3 separate regions of the Drosophila melanogaster genome follow, and all the other regions are linked to region 1. A link is a contact called in public targeted proximity ligation data. All regions are on one chromosome and are shown on one strand. The core of a region is the stretch at or near the end of the contact, and the rest is flanking DNA. Distances in the headings are between cores, read along the strand shown. Region 1 overlaps Glut4EF (Glucose transporter 4 enhancer factor). Region 2 holds the start of Mical (Molecule interacting with CasL). Region 3 holds the start of FBXO11 (F-box protein 11).

Region 1 (4,534 bases), core at 883-3,382:
GCTCAATAAAGTTGTGCGCTTTAATTGTTCCAGCGGGTGACTCATGGCGACCGTTGAACAGCACCAGGCCAGCCGATAAGAAGCTTCTGACTAACCCAAGTCCGTTCTCTTTTTCCCATTCCGTTTGCAGGAACCCATTGAGCTGAAGAAGCGACTGGAGGAAGTGCGTCTGCTGGAATCGCGACGCTCCGCCCGTCTGGCAGACCAGGATCGCGACACGGACTTTGCCAGACTCGCCGACATGAGTGGCGAACGCCGCAGAACCACCACACACAGTATTGAGGTGCCATCGCAGCTGACGGCGCAGCACAAGTGAGTACAGACGCTAAGTTTCTCAAATATAGTATAGTAAACCAGCATAGGAAACAGAAATCATGCCAGATTAATCACAATTCATGATGGTTGGCCCCAGGAATAGAGAAACCTAATGGCGAAACCTCTTGGTTTAAGCTTAAGGTAAACACTCAGAATATCTGTTTACCTGAGTAAGAACGGCCAATCATTTTGCCGGTCCTACCCGGTTTTTAATCGCAGTTTTATTCGTTCGTTTTGTGTGCTTCGACTTTGGCTTACGGCTTTTGCATAAATATGCAACGATTGGCGTCTGTGGAGACTGGGCCATATCAATAATTTATAAGTGGCGACAAATTAGCGGAACCGGCCACCAAGTCACGGACATCGACCGATCCATGTATAATATCTATAATAAAATTGTGTCTCCGTCTTGTCGGCCAGCTGCGCCCTCGACCGGCCACGCCCAGCTATTTAGCATAGACGCCGCTTTAACTGCACTTACATAAAGAGTTCTCAGCAGCACCCCCGCGTTTCGCTGACTTTCACAATGCTCCATTCCACTGGGACGACAGCTGATTGCAAAATAATTCAAATTTTCAATTACTACCCGCTCAGACGTCGCGACGACTACGTCGAACTTAAAGACGGCGGCGACGACAAAAAGTACAAAATACGAAACACTAACATTTGATTACGCAGGCAGGCGGTCGGGGGCCGGGTGTCATAGTCTAAGTGAGCGCTCTAATCAAACGGGGAACTTTTATTTCTGACCGGACTGGGTATCCTGAATTCTTTTGTAATTCCAAGCAAATTAAATGTGACCAAGCAAATCAAATTAGCGTCCCTTTTGTAGTGTTACCATGCAACGGAAAATGAGGTCAGAAGTAGGTTCATTTTGGGCAAAAACATATCTGTCTATGCATGCATATATCACAGATATCACAGCTAGTCCCTTGGCCCCATTAATGTGACGACAAGTGTAGAGCATTAAATTTCCGACTTACAATTGGAGCGTTTGTCACTCGCCACTGATGGCTGCGTATTCCATTTCAATTTCAATTGATAAGCCTCGCGCGCCGCAGTCGAAACTATTAGTCAAGTGTGCAAAAAGCAGCAACATCAGCGCTGAATGCCGGCCACGTTCTCAATTGATAATAAAAATAATAACAATAATAATCAAAATAAAGAATGAAAAAGAGCAAACTTGGGAGCTGAAAACAAAAAGCGCAGGCAGGCGGCAAAATATGGCTCGACATGTCCAGCCAGCCAGGGGTGTGCGGTTCAAAGGAGGTCGCGTTGCGGCGGAGAGGGGTTTGGTCACTTGAATTGCGTCGCAAATGCTAACCGGCCATCCAAAGTCGAAACAAAAAACAGCTGGAAAAACTAAAACTACAGTCATGCGGCATTGTTGCTGTTCCGCCTGCAACTGTTGCTGCTGGTGTTGCAAGTGGCAACTATAGCTTATGTTGCTGTTGCCGAAAAAAATGGAAAACTAGGAAATACAGAGTTGCTTCTGCTGATTCGGCTTCATTGTGTCGTTCGTTGTAATAAAATTCAAATAAAATTCAATTGAGTTCAGCGCGAGTCGCTGGGCCAGTTTAATTTAATTAATTACAATGCCGGCGAGCGCGAGATGCGGCATGTGGCATGTGGCACATTGTACATACATAGGTGGGTAGGTGGGGCGAAGGGAACGCCACCCTGTAGTTGTGAAACTGAAACCAAACAAGGAGACCATTTGCCGGTGGTTTTGCCGCAGTTTCAGTTAGTTTAGTTTATCATTGCCCGTTGCCCCTTCGTTTTTATTTCATTGTGCTGTTTTTTTTTTTGTTATTGTTTCGAAAGCCGCCTGCGAATGCGGAAGTATTTTTCCCGCTCCGCACACAGATACGCAAATAAGCTGTAAGCACAAAGCTCTCGCGATTTCGAGTCTGCGTATGTGTGTGTGTGCTTGTGTGGGTGTGTGTGTGCATCTGTGTGCGTGTCTATCGCCGCCATATTCGTTATGTTTTGATATGCCACATCTGGGCAGCGGGAAAGAGGGAGACGGCACTCACACACACGTGTAATGATAACAACTCGCTCACCTTGCACGGAACCGCTCCCAAAGCCCCCGGGCACGCCCCTGCCCCCCCTGCCCTACCATCGAGTGACACGCGCTTCTCGCGTAATGCGACGTAATATCAAATGCCCACCCCCCTATAAATACCCCCTCATTCCGCACACCCCCGCACCTACAACTGGTCAGATATGTGATTTTCTCGCACGCGGAATTTGGGTTTTTAATGCGCTTTTTTTATTATTATTAATTTGCATAGTTTAGCAAGCGAGCTGATAGTTTGAGTAAACAGTTGTGTAGTTAATTCGCCGGGTAAACAAGTTGTGGTTTGAATAATATTGGCTAATATTCGTTTGATTCATACCATTGAATGAATTTGATCTTGGAAAATCCAGTTGCACACAACCGTTCATTAAGCAGCATTTCATTTTATCGCAGTGCAATTGCACTTGACAGACAAAGAACGCATAATGATACAGCAGAAATATAAACAAAATAATTAAATCAAAAAAAAAAAGAAAAAGAAAAAGAACAAATGCAGGCGAATTAAATGCGGAAAAAAGTGGTAATAAATATAATAAGCGCGTAATTATCGCGTAAATGTCAATTTACGCGGCGAATGCGTTGCATCAGTGCTAATTTTTAACGCTCTAGTAGACGACAGACCCCATCTATATGGAACATACCTCCCTCCCCCTTCCCACAAAAAAAGCGCCCCCCCAGAACCCCGATCCTCACGCGTTCGACTAATAAAAGCGTGTAAGCGTCAATTGGCCAGGTTACTCAGTTAAAGTTAACTATGTTGTTGTTGTCGTTGTTTTGTTTTCATTCTTTTTTTTTCTTGTTGTTATTACTGCTGTTGTAATTGCAATGATTAACAACAGCAACCGCCGCCGGGGGAGCAAAGTACCCCCCCCCCCCATTTGGCACCCCAACCCCCGTCGTTTTCCAGCTGCATTCGCCTGTGTTGCTTATTGCAAAAACAAACAATATGGGAAAACTGGCAGCGTGCAAAGAAAAGCAAAAGAACAGCACAAAAACACACAGACCCCAACAACAACAACAACAGCAGGAATAATAATATAAATAATTTTACAAACAAGTTTACCGTTGCAAAACAAAATAGCGCAAAAAAATGAAGAACGAAATCAACAAAAAATACTCAACAACAAAATCAGAACAACAAAAACAAGTTGTAAATTAATTATCAACAAGTTCCACTTGGGCAGGAAAAACAGAAAAAAATTGTGTCTTAAAGTCGATTAGCCAAATTGACTTGGTCTTTAACTAGTGTTATTAGTCATGGCTAATATCGATTTGATACCGATTTCCGATGCAAATTGGCTGAGAATCATTCTCGCTACCTTTTGGCAGAAAAGTTCAGTGACGAAGGCTGCATAAACAACGACGTTGGCGGTGACGTCAAGAAATTAGCAATAGAAAACGGGGAAAGCGCACGACAGAAATGAAAACAAATTCCATATAAAAAGCGGGTTCGGGTGATGGAAAAACAGAATTCAAATCCAAGTTGGCCGGCAGCGGCAATTAGCCGAGACTTGAAAAATATTTACCAGTTGTTTTTCTATTTTTTTTTTTTTTTTTGTTCTTTTTTGTATTCATTTTGTCTCTGTATTGTCTCGTATTTAATTTAGCTTTGTTTTCTACGACTGCTGCTGCTGCTGCTGCTGGCAAGACTATGTACAAATATTATTATGAGCGACTGTTTGTCTTGCCCTCAAAAATACGCCGAGAGTCGAGAGCAGAACCGCTCGCAAAAAGAGGGGAAAAAAAATAATACTTAATTTCAGTACAATAAAAAGTCAAGTCGAGCGCAAAAGTGGGTCAAAATTATTATTGAAGCAGAACAAAAACAAAGCCAGCAGCAAGGCAACGATATTGGCAATGCAGCAACAAAATAAGTTGTAGGAGTGCAGGGGGGTGTGCGGTGGCAGGGGGGGAGGGGGATGGTTCAGCAAGAGGAAAGAGAACAAAATTTATAATAATTTTCTAAGCGACGGCCCCTCGACGGCAAATTATTGAAATGCATTCGCATTTCGCATTCACCCGACCAGGAGAGACACTCCAATACCAGGGACCATATAACCTATATGTATATACTACCATGCTATGCCATACCATACCATACCATGTGGACCCCCTTCTTCACGGAATTCGACCCCT
Region 2 (4,401 bases), core at 1,759-4,258, 110 kb after region 1:
CTAATTCGGCTGATATTTTATCACTGTCACAACGCAAAACATTGAACGATATCAATTTCCCATTTATGGGTTAATTGGGGGAAGAAAGGCAGATACGGGGATTCTACTCGAGTCGGGTTTGGAGCAATGTTTAATGGCTTTTCAAGTGCTTCTCAAAATGAGGAACCGAAGACCCTGCCTTCCACTTGCAGTTGCAAACGCATTGCGGTCATAAAGAGTGCACTTTATGGCATTCCACAAACAAAAGTCAAAGGTTTAAGGGGGCACAAAAATGGGAGTGTTTTACAGGAGTGACAGCAGTTAAAATATGTGAAAGTAATCTATACTTTCTAATTGGAACTATTCCTTACTTTAAGTTCATGATAGATTGGCTAATTGCAGAATATTTAAATAAATTTAGCACACAGATACATATTATTTATATTTTTCTGATCCCACATATTTAGTAAAAGGGGGAAAAAAAAAAACAACAAAAACGAGGCCCCAATTAGGGCCCAAATTAGGTGTTTTTCTCGAGGCTGAGGCTTAAAATAACATTCCAACCTTCGAAAGTGATAAAAGAGCCCAGCGTTGATTATTATAAATAGCAATGCTCCACCTATTATCTTATCTCTGGATTTAAATACACTTTTGGCCATGCCAAAGATCGGACCAGAAATATTTATTCAGTCAAGCAAAAAGTTTGGCTCTTCCACTGGAATCCAAATGGTGAGTACTTTCCCATTGTTCTTGTGCTTTTGCCAGTGCAATGTCATGACTTGACGCCATCACATTTTCATTTTCTGGGCTGCCTTGATTGGTGTAAAGAAAATTGCACCGACATCAGAACGCGATCTTAAAAGTCAATGCTCCTATATATTGCTCTTGTGACTGGGGGGTTCAACGAATGGCGATTATTCCAGCTATATTCTTATCAGAGGATGTTCGTGATTGCGACTCTCTTGGTAATTTCCATAGAGTTCAACCCGTACAATGGGTTTACAAATAGCACTATATATCATTTTATTCTTATTTTATCTTCATGTACTAAGCACTGTATATAATCTCAAAACAATCATTTGATTATCTACTTTGATAGATATTTCATGTAATTTACTGAATTTCTTTAAAATAATGTCATGGCTAATATGTCAAATCTTTTCGCTTACTTGACAATAATGTTCCCTGCTTTCTTGTTTGACTTTCTTTTGTTTTTGGAAAACTTCGGCACTTGTCATTGTCGGCTGCTGCCACGCCCTCCGTCACGCCCCTTACAATGATGTCACATTGCACAGACTCAAATTGCTCCAATTTCGCCCCCATTGCTTTTGACTATGTCACGCTTTTCCCAGCGAGCGCTTTTCCACACTTGACTTCGCATTTCCCCGCGATCTTGGAACCGCGGTATTCCCACCTCAACTAATAACTTTGTTGGTTTTCCATCCATTTTCCGAGTGCATTGCGCCTGGGCTTTGGCTTTTTCCGCAGTTTGCCACTGTTTCATTTTCTTTTTGCATGCCCTGGATTTCCATTTTGTCGTACTTGGTTTTTGCGCTGGTTTTTCTCGCCGATTGTGAAAAGTTGTGCACTAATGGCAGCTGTGAAATGCATTTATGTTTATGGTCTAGTTTTTCCATTCTTATTATTATTTTTTTTTTTTTTGACGCCTTTTGAGCACCTCTTAAGGGCAAACATTTATTCTTATCCTCCAGTCACATTAGTGCGAAGGCTAAGAGCAACCGTGATGGGTTTGCTTTGGAATTACGAATGGAAGTGGAGCAAAGCTGTGGGATTTAGAGTCATTTAACTTTACGGATCTTTAAGCGTCACTACTACTACCTAACTACCTTTCTTTCTATAGGACCATTTCATACCCTAGAAGACATCGTTTGCCTGTAGTATTGTTAAAATAAACGAATAACTAACTTTCATATACCAAATCTCAAGTAAAGAATGTTTTATGAAATGAATACACCTCTCTTAAGATATATGAATCCCAACATGTGTGAGAAAATTAACATAAAATACCGATAAGATTACATAAACATGCAAATCTTCCACTTCATCTTATAATATAGCATTATTGATCCCCGGCTGGCGACTCACCTTGATAATTTACAAATTCAGTTGGAACTGTTTGATTTATTCGAAAGGGTTTGCATATATCATTTTGAAAACGGCAAATTGCGATTATAATCGAAACAAAAGTGAGCAGAGGAAGAGAAGAAGAATAAGAGGAATGGCGATATTAGGGAGATAAAGTTGCACGCGAAAACCGGTTGCCGTTATTGTTTACACCAAATCGGAAACGAAGTTGTGGGGGCAGGCGCGAATATGAATGTTGTACGGAGGGGAAGAAGTGGAAACTGGGCGGAAAACGGAGAACGGGGAACGGGAAAGTGGGAATCAATAAAACAAACACACCACGAAAAACACATGGAAAGTGCAGCAAAACTATATGCCTTTCATTTCGGTTTAGTGCACAAATCGGCGAGTCCTGCTGCCACAAGAATGAATCATTCGAATCTTTTCGATTTTGTCGAAAGATATGATATGTGAGATAAATAATATGCTGATGCACAACCACACACACACTCGCACTCACGCTCACGCACACCCGCCCCCACACACACGAACGAACGAGGCTTCACTGTTTATGTTTATTAATATATTCCAGACACGCGGATCCATAGAAGAAAATCATACATATTCGAATTCACGGCGGCGACGACAGCAAAATGAAAAAAAATCGAAAACGAACCGAAAACTGAAAAGCAGAACACACGCGTTGGTCCTATTCGTTCCTTTGTTTTTGATATCGTATCGCGAGGGGCTAAGAACTATAACTATATCCGCATTATATAACCGCACTGGTAGATCCGGGCATGGCTGCACCGTGGGGCACGTAATTGCACCCGTCACTTACACTTTTCCTCGCCAGTCGCTTGGATCTCGCGTCCGAGTCGTTTGGGGATTTGTTTTTTAAAACGCGACGTTCGTTCCTCGGTTCTCGACGGCTATAAACAGTGTGGCCGCGCCGGGAGTGCAACTATAAGCCGATGGTGTGACCATGGCGGGAAAGTGGTATTATGCCGTGTGCCATATGGGCAAATATACCAAAACAATAAATAGCAATTCAAATAATTTAATATATAACATGTTTACTTAAAAACTAAGCTTTTTACCTAAATAAGTATAATAAAGATATAATAAAGTAAAATATTATTTTGTTATATATAATATTACCTGTGAAAAAATTTTAAAAACGTCAATTTGTTTTATACTTCTTTATTTCTTTCATTTATATAAAGAATTCCATGTTTAATTTATTCACATTGAAACATATTCAGCATAACAGTTTTGACCCACTGTAAACCTCCCTTTTCAATACTAATTCTAACGTCAACCATTGTTATCGATAACAGCTAATTTGCTGATCGCTCTCGTTCGCATAAAATAAACACTTTTCCGGCATTTTAAAATGGTAAGTAGATATTTAACGAACTGTGCCTTTTATACATCCCTTTTTTCCGCTAGTTTTCTGTCCTTCATAAAGAGGAAAATGCGCACGACAGTCAGCTATGGGCGTGCACCTGGGGACGCGACACTGCGGCCTCAGATCCGGATGACGCGGTCGTGGAGCCCGAGGAGAATCCCTTTGATTTCGATAAGAAGGAGGCCCGCCCGAAGGATTTCTTGGTCACCGGCGGACTGGATGACTTGGTAAAGGTGTGGGACTTGCAGGAGGACAACACCCTAAAGTTGCGCCACAAACTAAAAGGACATGCCCTGGGAGTTGTTTCTGTGGCCGTCAGTTCCGATGGACAGAGTAGGTTGAAAGATTCTGTACTTGGGAGATAGAGAAATGGACATCAATTAATGGTGCCGCCTTCCTTCCAGCCATTGCCAGTAGTTCTCTGGACTCCACCATGTGTTTGTGGGATGCCCGTTCGGGCGACAAGAAACACCTACTTAGCTTTGGGCCTGTTGATCTCTGGACGGTGCAATTTTCACCCTGCAACAAATATGTGATATCCGGACTGAACGACGGCAAAATCTCCATGTACAGTGTGGAAACCGGAAAGGCAGAGCAGACATTGGATGCCCAAAATGGGAAATACACGCTTAGCATTGCCTACGTAAGCTTTATCTGGTAAATAACCCATTTTGAGAATCCTATAGCTGTATTATTCTAGAGTCCCGATGGCAAGTACATTGCCAGTGGAGCCATCGATGGTATCATTACCATTTTCGATGTGGCCGCGGGCAAGGTAGTGCAAACATTGGAAGGACACGCGATGCCAGTGCGTAGCCTTTGCTTTTCTCCGAACTCGCAGCTGCTGCTCACTGCCTCAGATGATGGTCACATGAAGCTTTATGATGTGTAAGTGGCTTAACACCTATGACATTTTCAGGCACTAC
Region 3 (4,100 bases), core at 129-2,628, 120 kb before region 1:
GCTCGATGGTCCCACGAGTATTGCGGCAGCTGCTGCCACGGCGGAAGATGAACTAGTGGGCCACTGTTCGTGGCTGCTAGCGGAGATCTTTCGGCGCAAGTCGTACGGGCTCTGGTGACTACTTCCGGCAGAAGCGGAGGCTGCAGCTGCTGCGGCGGCCGACGTGCTTGCCGTACTAGATCCGACTGTGGCGCAGGTGGACTTCGAAGCGGTGGTGGAGGAGGCTCCTAATGCCGGTGGCGTTGACTGGCTGGTGCCGGCGCCCGAACTCTCAGTGGTGTCCATCATTTGCAGGGCATTGTAAAAGCTGCCAGAGAAGCCCGATGAAGCTGCTCCGCTGGATCCACTAGCTCCTTGGCCGCTGTCAAAGTACTCTGCAGAACTAGAGGCTCCTGCTGCAGTAGGTCCGGCGGCTGATGCTGCCGCCGCTGCAGATCCGGATGTGGAGGTGGCGCCACTGCTTCCGCTACTGCTGGCGTTGTTGTTGCCAACGCCACCAGCCCCGGAACTACTGGCGGCATTGCTGTTGGAACCGGATGCACTGGCTCCCGCACCGGCGGCGGTCACGTTCTGCTGAAGCATGGGGTCCATAATGTTGCCCGTCGGCCGGTTGGGCATTGCTATCCGGTTGGCTCCTTTCCGTCGGGAGCGGCGCACGTAGGTGCGCGATGAGGTGAATGAGGCGCTCGGCATCTTCGCTTCACCTGCCCAGCGATGATCAGTTTTCCACGAGTTAATCAGACCCAAAGACTTTTGCGTTTGAGTTTTCACAGTTTTCCAACCCCATATGCACACGCACTCACACTGGCATACACACACTGCCACATGCACATGCACAATTTGGCGACGACTTTTCGCTCTTTCTCTCGTTCCCCTCACTTCGCTTTCGATGTGGAGTGCCACCGATCGGTTCGGATTGGCTGGCTATATCCTTGGACCCTTCGATTGATTGTTAATTTAGCTACATTTGCTAAAGTTTATCCGTCTGCTGACTGCTCTTCTTATTGCTAGCGAGTGCATGTGTATGTGTGTGCGAGTGTGCCTTTTTCGGGGTTTCTATCCTTTGTCTCTCCTTTGTTTTGTTTTATTTGGTTAGAAGAGCACCGCTAGCGTACACGCTGGTCTGCTCCGTCTCGCTCACTCATTGTTACTCCGTCTCCCCTTTAATTCGTCTTCGCAGCAGACACTCTGATTTCTTTTCGCTTGTTTCGCGGTCCAAATAAACACTTTTCACAATGCAAATACGCAAGTTCTATCCAATAGCTTGTGCACTTGACACAATTGAACACTTTTATTCCAAAATTTCAGAAGCGAAACCACCTATACTCGGAGTTTTAATTTTAGCGTTGAGAGTGACCGCTGCTCGACTGATGGAAAATACCAGCTAGCAACGGAAAAAAACCGACAGCGCCTTAAAGACGTTTGGTATTTTTTGGCATCGTTTTTGTGAAATCGATTTTAATATCGATGAAATTGATATCTTTTTGGCGCGTATTCAAATGCTTCGTGTCTATTTTAAATTATAATGCACAATTAAATGTATGCTTTTACCGCGTTCATAAATCTTAAACATTTTAAATTTTATAAGTTTTAAATGTTTGCATTAAGTTGTACTGATTTTGGGAGCGCGTGGTAAACAGCCAACATGCAACCAAACACATCAGCTGCAGCATATCGACAATTAAGGCCGCGTCACGCCTCCTTTGGGTATAAGTTTCATTGTTCACCTGCTTGTCATTGCCGTTTTGCGCCATGTTTTGACTGCTTCATTGAACGAGTGCCCAACATTGAACTTCGCACACGCGATTGCATCGACTATGGGAAATTGAACTTAAATGTTTCTTTTACTGAACTTGTGACCCAAATGCCAAAAGGCACGTGTCAAATGTTAAGCATACTTTTTATATAAATAGCACTCTTTGGAGTTCGCTGTCCAGCTGGATTCCAATTATTAAACTTAAAAGTTACAAAAATCAGACGTAGTTTCGAAATAAAACTAATTAGAGATAAGAAATAAATAATTTTTTTTTGTTTCAATTTAATTGTGTAGCACCGTATTTGACACTCTCAATATACAAACAAATTGAAAAGAGTTAATCTTAGATTTTACTTTATTCGTTCACTTTTATAGTTGAAACATGGGCCATACAGCTGCCCTAAGATGATTTGTTAATCATTTGTTTATAGTTTTTCTCGACCTATTCGTTGTGTCCTCGTCCACTCGTCGTTTTCCGTAATTTTTTTCCGGTTTTCGCCACTTAAACCAGCTTGTAGTTACGAGTGTTGTTTTGGTCTGCGCTTTGTGGTGCCCATTTAGAGGTTCTACTTCCTTTACATTCCCTCACCCGGCGTGAATGATAATGGCATACGCATCCCTTTGGTCCGACGCCACCGAAAAGGGGGGTGGGTGGGTTGACTATGGCCATATGTTCTCGGGGGGTCTGGTGTCCTGTACTCCCCGGCATCTCCTCGCCGCTGACCTCAATAATAATTTCGTCTAATTGCTTCGTAATTATGCCGCGCACATGCTTTTCTTGATTCGCCCGTTGTTGGTAATTCACTTGGCCCCCACGGTTACCTTCCTATCTTCGCTGGTGCGTGCTCTCCTCTCCTTTGAGCTCTCGAGGATGTGAACGTGAATGTGGGTGGCCTCAAGTGGGCGGTGGTCGGTGGCCTCCGGTGGGTGGAAGCGTCCGAGTCAACCATTTTCGCATATTATTATTTGTCTCCTTTGTTTTGCGCAATTTTTCGTCATTTGCTTCATTTTCTGTCATTAGAGGCATTTAACTTTTTGCTGTTTTGCCTCTTTTCCGATTTGCCTTCATTATTCAGGCGGCCGCCAGTGCCAGTGCCAGTTTTCGCATTTCGGATTCAGGCCGACGAAAAAACTGAGCAAATGGATTTTCCTGTGGTCAAGCTGAAAGCAGGGCAAAGGTGGACAATTAAATTATTATTGCCGCGATATTTAGTCGTGTAAACAACATTAATGTGTCGAAAATAATAACCACTACCATATTCTTTTAAAACTTTTACTTTTACTTAAACTGAAATCCTCTGTAATGTATGAAATTCTCCATATGTGCTTTCTTTTTAAGTGCACCTCATTTAGGAGCTGCTACCTTTAAGAAATTTTCCTTTCCATACCAATTTTCTTTTGGGTAGTGGCAACCAAGGAGCGGATCAATGTGTGTCAATGGGCCTGTTGCCTCCAATTGAATCCACCTGTCCGCTGGCGGAGTGCCGAGCTGCATGCCTGACATGCAGCAGAATATGCCAAGTCATTTAGATGGAATCGCTCACATTTTTAATGACAACTAATGCGAGTGCCCTGCACCACCACCACCAACAACATCACCATCAGCACCACCCTTCGCCAACCTAGTTTTTGGGCCCGGCTTAATCACATTTCCAGGAGCTCTCTTTCGGGCAAAAGTGTGTATGTCTAATGCGCAAAACTTTTAATTGAGTTTAAAATTGCATGAAGAAGGGACGAACCGAAGGTCCTCTGCCAATGGAAATCGGCAAGCGTAATTAAACGCGAGTGCGTGTGTACATATGTATATGCGCGCTGTTTTTGAAGTGTGTCGGTTTCAATCTCGGTAAATTGCCCATGAAATATTAACTCAACCATAATGAGACGCAATTTGCGTATCTTTCGCAGTTTTGCCAACGAAATTTGTGGCAGGCGTGTAAAATGCCACACATTTGTGCAAGACAAAGGTTGTACCATTTGAATTATAAATGCTGTGGTTTTATGTCTTTGACCTTTTTACCACCTGATCGCATCTGATGCACCTGTCCGCTCAAAATACAATGGCAAAAAAAAAAAAGGAAGCGCCATAATCCTGCTTATTCCGCGCTCAAAGGACACTTTCTGTGACCCAATTATGGCCATGAAATTGTGACACATTGAGGCCTCGCTGCATTCGCCCTCGTCTTTGTACATTCCCTATAATCCAGTGCGGAATGAAAAATGACTCAATTTGCAATGGCCGGCGCACAACAGCACACCTTATAGCGGAACACAATCCCCCCAATTGCCACATATAGTGACCCATCCCATCCCATTCCATCCAGCACCAGTGTCATTATTTTCATTT

Evidence for each region.
Region 2: a targeted proximity ligation map of the Kc167 cell line shows a contact between it and region 1, with 2.9 times the contacts expected there. A contact is called at or near these places in 4 of 107 Hi-C or Micro-C datasets (the Clone 8 cell line, the Kc167 cell line and wing imaginal disc) and 2 of 7 datasets of targeted methods (both in the Kc167 cell line).
Region 3: a targeted proximity ligation map of the Kc167 cell line shows a contact between it and region 1, with 2.6 times the contacts expected there. A contact is called at or near these places in 7 of 107 Hi-C or Micro-C datasets (the Clone 8 cell line, the Kc167 cell line, the S2 cell line and 3 more) and 1 of 7 datasets of targeted methods (the Kc167 cell line).

What each region holds. Positions count from the first base shown.
Region 1 is chr3R:9,930,234-9,934,767 of dm6, forward strand. Glut4EF (Glucose transporter 4 enhancer factor) reads left to right here. Exons shown (of 7, transcript NM_001275515.1): 2 at 131-312. It overlaps CG46467, which reads left to right. Exons shown (of 7, transcript NM_001382173.1): 2 at 131-312. Among named protein-coding and RNA genes, the nearest start is that of Art4, 54 kb to the right of the region's middle.
Region 2 is chr3R:10,039,887-10,044,287 of dm6, forward strand. Mical (Molecule interacting with CasL) reads right to left here and starts at 3,009. Exons shown (of 24, transcript NM_176447.2): 1 at 2,906-3,009; 2 at 2,086-2,112. CG3909 reads left to right here and starts at 3,384. Exons shown (of 5, transcript NM_141712.4): 1 at 3,384-3,463; 2 at 3,517-3,808; 3 at 3,880-4,118; 4 at 4,176-4,363. The coding sequence starts at 3,461.
Region 3 is chr3R:9,807,990-9,812,089 of dm6, forward strand. FBXO11 (F-box protein 11) reads right to left here and starts at 1,379. Exons shown (of 4, transcript NM_001275512.1): 1 at 1-1,379. The coding sequence starts at 693. It also overlaps asRNA:CR44035.